Linked DNA regions of Mus musculus: region 1 is linked to region 2. Evidence: chromatin contacts called from public Hi-C data. All regions are on one chromosome and are shown on one strand. Each heading gives the region's core, a stretch centred on a gene start, on an enhancer-like site or on the middle of the called end of the contact. The rest is flanking DNA. Distances are from core to core; before and after follow the strand shown.

Region 1 (3,296 bases), core at 117-2,616, 150 kb after region 2:
GGAATTATTTTTCTCTTCTGCTGGGGGAGTGGGAAGAGGCATAGTGAAAATATTTAGAGAAGTAATCATTTGCTTTAAAAATGGAAATCGGGCTTCTGTGTTGTGAGGAATGTATGTACATAACACTGAAACTTAACACTGGTAAATGATCTGCCTACCTCAAAGTGAAGCTGCTGCCTTCCTACAGTGGCCTTTAACCCTGCCCTTTCCTCCAATCTGAGAAGAGCTGATGTTGATGGAACATATAATGGCCCCTTTCCTGTGTAGTAAAGTCAGCAATAAAGCTTAGTAATTAAGGGTACCAGGGAGGCCCAGCCCAGCAGGCTAGCGGTGTGGCGAACACTTTCAGAACTTCAAACAATATCAAAGTCACTGAGAAATGGGCCTAGCTCAGTTCTGGTTTGAATTAAGCCTCACTTCCACACGCACTTTTCAAATCCAAGCTCAAACAAGAAAGCCAAGGCCTTCTGGATTTCATTAGAGCCAATTATCTTATCTGTTTCATCTCAGGCCTGACCCTAAGGCTGGCAAACAGCTATTCAGTGCATTTGTGTGGTTGTTTGAGAAAGCCTCCAGTCAGCCAATGGCCCGAGGACCTGCTAATTAAAACACCGTTGCCCCCCTGCCTCTAGTGATTAAATATTTTCAAGCTTTTGTAAATAATTTTTCCATTCTTTGCCCCAAGCCTCAAAGGTCCAATACATGCAGTAATTTATTTAGTTTGTCAGAGAATACTGTTGGAAATAGGGTCATAATGGGACCTTTGGAAACTTTTATACGTCTTCATACTTCTGAAAGTGACAGTTTATAAACCAGCCCAATGTGTATACTGTTTCTGATGTAATTATGTCCTAATGGCCTTTCTCCTTTTGAAGTAATATAGTGTATAACAGGCTTACATTTTGTCAATAATCATATTTCCTCAAATGTCTACTTGATATCTAGAGTCAGAATTTAATGAGATCATTTAGGGCCTAGAAATTGTATCAAGGTACTTCGGCTTTTCATTTTTTGCTGGAGGCTGGGTCACAGCCCTAGATTAGCTCTGGAAGAAGACAGCTAAACAATGAAAAGGCCTCTTACTTGCTGTCTGTGAGGACCTGGTGGCAAACACTGAACTTTCTCCAGAGTCAAATCCTAACAAATTCGCAAGCGACCAATGTGCCGGTGAAGCTATAAGAGAAGGGCTATTCAGAGAGAAGAACCTCAAGCATTAGAATCACTGAATTCAAAATACTCCTGGGCCTAATGTGTGCTGGGAAAAAAAATCTGAGATGAAGTTTCCTGGCAAACAGACTATGAAGAATCCGAAGACAATAAGGCCTATCTCTCCCACTCAGATATACACTGAAACACAAAAGGGCCTGGTAAACACTCCGAGAAACTCACATACTTCATTGCCTCCCATGATCCCAGGGCCACGTGCAGAGAAGTGTATGTGACTGGAAACAAAATCCCCTACAACAGAGGCAGACAGAGCAGATGACCACAGACAGACACCGTTCTCGTCTCCTGGCTGGGGCACAGCCATCCTCAAGTATGGCTCTTACAGCCAATCCAGTCACCTTTTATTAGAGGAAAATAAAAAAAGGAGAATTTTGTTTGTTGTTGTTGTTGCTCTTTTTGAAGTATTACAAGAAGAAATTTCAGCTCATTAGCTGCATCCAGTGTGCATTAAACACACCCATGAAAAGGAACTATTCCGCTGAACAGCTCTGCCTCTGTTGTTCTTAAAGTGACACTTTGGTCCTACTCTAAATAATGGGCTTTTAATAAAAACATTCACCAAAGGCAAACAATTAAACAATACATAAAGCACCAGGGGGCAGCCTTGTGGTTCAGTTACAGTTAGAAGTCCTTCCCAAGGAGAGCATGCAGACATTTTATAAGACAATACACTTCACCAAAGATTACGAGAGAAGAAAATTTCAGGTTGCATCTCGTGAGCCCTTCTTGATCCAGGATTTTGTGTTTGCCCTTGACCATAGCATGAAGCCTTTCCTACCTTGTAGCTTCCCAAGCCTATTGACCCTATTGGGTCTTACATGCTCTTCTACAACAAAGACAAGATATTGAAAGCGGTACTGCAAATTAAGGAGCAATGGCTTATCATATAATTGTTTAATTTTACATTTTCAAAAAAACAAAAAAAAACCCTCAACAGAATGGAATATATTCGCATACCTTGGGCAGAGTTTAGTTCTCTGTAGAAATTAATGTGCTGCATAAAGAGGTTGATACGACTCACCCTCATCTTTTCCACCTGCTGGGTCACCGAGCGTAATTATATTTGCTGGAGAGATGTTATATTTCTGAAATGATATTTTTACTGTAGAATTTCTGAACACCCAAAAGGTTAAAGTGACAGAAATGTGTCTGGGGTAGGGACTGGCAAGCATTAAGTCAGACTGGAGCAGCAGAGCATCTAAAAGACAGTGTCTAAAACTGGAGGTACAGAGGAGAGAACATATTTCAACTTACACTCATCTTATTCCATATCAGGTTTTGAACAAGCCACATTTTAATTTTTTTGCGTTTGGCTCCTGTTTCATTAAAAGTGTTCATTTGTTTCTCAAATTCAGTCTACATCGGTAACTTCAATACTGCTATTATTTCATGAATGTGTGACCCAGCCAAAAATTCACATCCTAAGGAATCCAACATTTTGATTTTAAGTGCAATAAGGCATATCCCTTTATCACAGAAGATAATATATGAATGTGTTTTAAAAGTAAAATGTCCTCAATTTGAGATGTGGATAGATTTAAAATTCTGCTGAGCTTCAAGACAGACTCAATCATTAATCTCTCTTCATGGTTCCTGTATTATGAAATATGAGCCACTATGGTAGGAATGCTTTTTACCATCTTCCTCTTGCAGTTCATACACACACTGTCTTCCATGTGGCTTTCCATCAATCTGTTCCTCTGAATGCGTTTAGACAACCAGCACCCACTTCTGCTGTGCCCACAAGAAAGATGGGCAGATTTCTACCAGATACAAGGCTAAGCTTTTGCCTTCCCGAGGGGTGCCAGAGGAGTTTAAATGCCTACGTAAATGAGAACAGATGTTGATTTGCAAGTTTCATCCATAACATCAAATCATGGGGATAAAAGTTGGAAAACTGAGTCCACCATCCAGGTGTTTGTGCCCCACAAATATTGGAACTGTCCCTGAAAATGCTGCCACTACATCATGTGCGTCTCTCAAACCTGCCTGCCCTTCAGGCTCCTGGAGAAGACGAAATTTCAGGAGTATGATTTCCCCACTGGAGGAAGTCAATGAATAAATTCCCC
Region 2 (3,372 bases), core at 820-3,319:
AATAGCCTAAATTGACTTGAAACTCATATGTAGTCAGGTTGGCCTTGAACCTGTAATTACAGGTATGTTACTAGCATGTCAGGTATTAACATGTTTCTGATTTACATTTTCTTGTTGTTGTTGTTGCTATGAATTCTCATTTTATCCTAAGAGATAATTGCAAGCAAATGTCTCGTTTTTAAGTAAAAAAAGATTTATTTTATTTTATATGTGTATTTTACGTTGCACGTATGGATATAGATCATGTGTGTGCCATGTGCCTGAACGAGCAAGAGCAGAGTATTAGGGTCCCTTGGAAGTGGAGTTACAGATAGTCATGAGCAACCTTGTGGTCCTGGGAAATAAACCCTGGTCCTCTGGAGGAGCAGCCAGTTCTCCCATTGCTGCTTTATACATATCTTTAGTCTCAACTCTCTGCAGTGCAGAAAAGTAGAGTAGTGTATATCCCAATACCCCATTAGTAATTAATAATATCTCAATACCTCACAATTAATAATATTTTGTGTATCAACAATATCTGTCACATATTTGTGATACACATTTTAATGGCAGGTGCCTAGGATGTAGAAACTTTAGGACACAATTATTTCAAATAGCTTTTATTCACATGGGACTAGAGGAAATCAGTAGAAAACACAAAATGGGCGTCATTGTTCTTCTGAAGGCGTGGTGACACTAACAACATCAGCCACCCTTTGGAGCATGATACCGTGTTTCCAAATACAAACAAAACAAAACACAACACAACACAACAAAACAGGAGGGAAGCGGAAAGGAGGTGAACATTCCAAAGGCGTGTGCAACAATGGTGCTGTTATTAGTTTTTCATTCTTTATTAGGCACTAGCTTGCACATCTGGGCGCACACCACTGGCAGAACAACTTCATGTTTGGCAATGCATACTTTTCTGTTCTGGATGACAGATTTTGATGAAAGTAAAAAAAAAAAAATTAAGGGCAAAACAACTTGTTCACAGAGGAGAATCAATTGATCTTCTTACGTTAACAGATACAAGACCATGATACAAAAGACACATTCACATTACAGGAACCAGAAACTCCAGGTTATCAGCATTCACTCCAGCAATCCTGGTGTAGCATTTAATCAGCAAAATAATAAACGCTTTTGTTGCATATTTGCCTGAAGAGTCCAACTGATTTGAAATGTCAGGTTATTAGTTTTGAATGACACAGACTGCCTGGCACATATCCTACACAAAGGTCTGTCATTTTGGATGGTACACTTGCTAAGCCCAGTTACCACTGGAAAGACAGTCTCATCTCACCCAGCTTCTGCACTGAAGTGAAGGTCTGCACTGAGGCCACTCATCCAGAAAGAGTTTGAGAACCTTACAATTTAAAAAGAGATAACTGACTTCTCTCTCTCCCCCCCCCTCTTTCTCTCTCTTTAAAAAATCTCTGCATACACAAAGAAGTAAAATTTCTCTTCAGGTTATAAAGCTTTTAAATCCTTTGTTTTTTTTCATTTTTATTAAATGTTAGGTTAATAAAGGCCTCAATTGCTGGAACAGCCTTGTCATCTGTTACAAAATGCTATCTCCATCAAAGAGCAGGGTGTACAGCAGTAAATGTAATGGCCCTTGGTCCCAGTATTCTGGAAAGCAACTGACCTTATTTAGCACATGTGGAGATGTGTATATATACATATACATACACACACACACACACACACAATCCTCTGGTCACACACAGTCACTCAGTGACTCATGAAATATTCAATAGAGCAGAACCAAGATGTTGGCTCTGGGAGACAAAGTCTCTGATTTCCAATGGAAATACATCTGACTAACAGAGCCACATCATACACATTTAAATATTTTAGTGATGGTGTTAAGGAAGTTGATGAAATCCTCAATATAAGTTCTGCTACATGGCAGTAAATAGTTTAGATTTCTACTAGAGACCAAAATATAGCAGTGTCCTTGGGGAAGAGAGAAGGGCTAATGCTGAGTGAGACCACCACCACAAGTAATGAGCAGCGTCGAAGGCAACGGAATGCCTCTGTTCTGAGCCTTAATCTGGTTTTCTAGGTGTTTTGTTTTGTTTTGGTGGTAAAAATGCTCTCTTTATGGAAGTGGTAAAGCAGTTATGTCATTTCTCTCTCTCTCGCTCTCTCTCTCGCTCTCTCTCTCTCTTGCTCGCTCGCTCTCTCTCTCTCTCGCTCTCTCTCTCTCTCTCTCTCTCTGTCTCTCGTAGTGAGCACATTATTTCACTTCCAAAGGCAGAAAAAGAATGTTAAGACTAGAACAGACAGTGTGCCACTTTGACAGAACGGCTGTTTTTAAGTTCAGAATGATCCACTTTCAGGTTTCTTTTGGACTATTAGATTTTAAAACATGCTTCCACTGAGACAAATAGAGGAAAGTCTTAAATGGGAAATAATAACAAAAACCAATTACATAAATTGCCTTAATTGTAAGTGATGGAATAAAATTTATAAAAGCTTAAACATGCTAAGTGGAGAAGGCTTTTCTTCCAGGAGACTCTCGGGGTCACTCATATTCACTCCCCATATGGAGTCTGTAAAGATACCCAGTGAACTCAGAAAGCTTTGTGATTGGCCTCTAGAAATAAAACAAGTCTGAACTATTAGGAGAGACCAGTCCCATAATATTTGAAGTTTTTGTGGGAGGAGATGCCTTATTTTCAAGGCCTCTGTGATTTTAGTTAAACAAATGAAACTATGCCCAGAGGGTCATAGCGAGAACTGAAGGCACCATATCTGTTCCTCTCCCAGGGTTCTGATACTTTGCATTGCAGTCAGTCAGGCTGTTGTCACATGGTGGGAAGGAAGTGTGCGATTAATGCTTTCATATGTATTTTTTAAATCTAAACTACCACGAAGATGCCCCAGTGACTTGGCTTTGTCCGAGTGACATGTCAGCCTCTGAGGCCATGCCGTTGCTGGGGCATCAGTAGAGTAGTATAGTCCTGCTGTTTTGCTTCATTACCCAACTTCTAAAATGTATTTGCAAAGACTGAAGAGCAAGCATGGGGACCTGTGGTTCTGTAGCTGATTTTAAAGCTTCACAAGTGTACACCTTCCGAAGTATGATAACGTTTCCCCCTTTAAAAGGAAAAGGTCTTTTGTAAGCCTTTGGTATTTTTAAAGTAACTTCGCTAATTACACACACACACACATAAACACACACACATGAGAGAGAGAGAGAGAGAGAGAGAGAGAGAGAGCAAATATAATTGAATTTCTCTAAAATATCAAGAAAATGGAATTTACAAGAAATTTATTACAATTATGCATCTAGATTGACTTAATTCTTATGCAATGTAAGCAATTTTTACCTAATACTAAGTTACATTCCATTTCAGATTTCCTATTTCAAAGGGTATCTCA

The links. A called contact is a pair of places that touch in the nucleus more often than the background predicts.
Region 1: a Hi-C map of cranial neural crest shows a contact between it and region 2, with 2.8 times the contacts expected there. The contact joins two enhancer-like sites. A contact is called at or near these places in 2 of 484 Hi-C or Micro-C datasets (the N1E-115 cell line and cranial neural crest).

The regions. Positions count from the first base shown.
Region 1 is chr12:34,199,850-34,203,145 of GRCm38.p6, forward strand. The region is part of intron 23 of Hdac9 (histone deacetylase 9); the gene reads right to left. Among named protein-coding and RNA genes, the nearest start is that of Gm51984, 14 kb to the right of the region's middle. Within about 2 kb of position 1,367, at least 29 of the 459 cell types and tissues checked have an H3K27ac peak or open chromatin away from gene starts, as enhancers often do.
Region 2 is chr12:34,046,997-34,050,368 of GRCm38.p6, forward strand. Hdac9 (histone deacetylase 9) reads right to left here. Exons shown (of 28, transcript NM_001271386.1): 28 at 586-3,372. Among named protein-coding and RNA genes, the nearest start is that of Gm40384, 38 kb to the right of the region's middle. Within about 2 kb of position 2,070, at least 3 of the 459 cell types and tissues checked have an H3K27ac peak or open chromatin away from gene starts, as enhancers often do.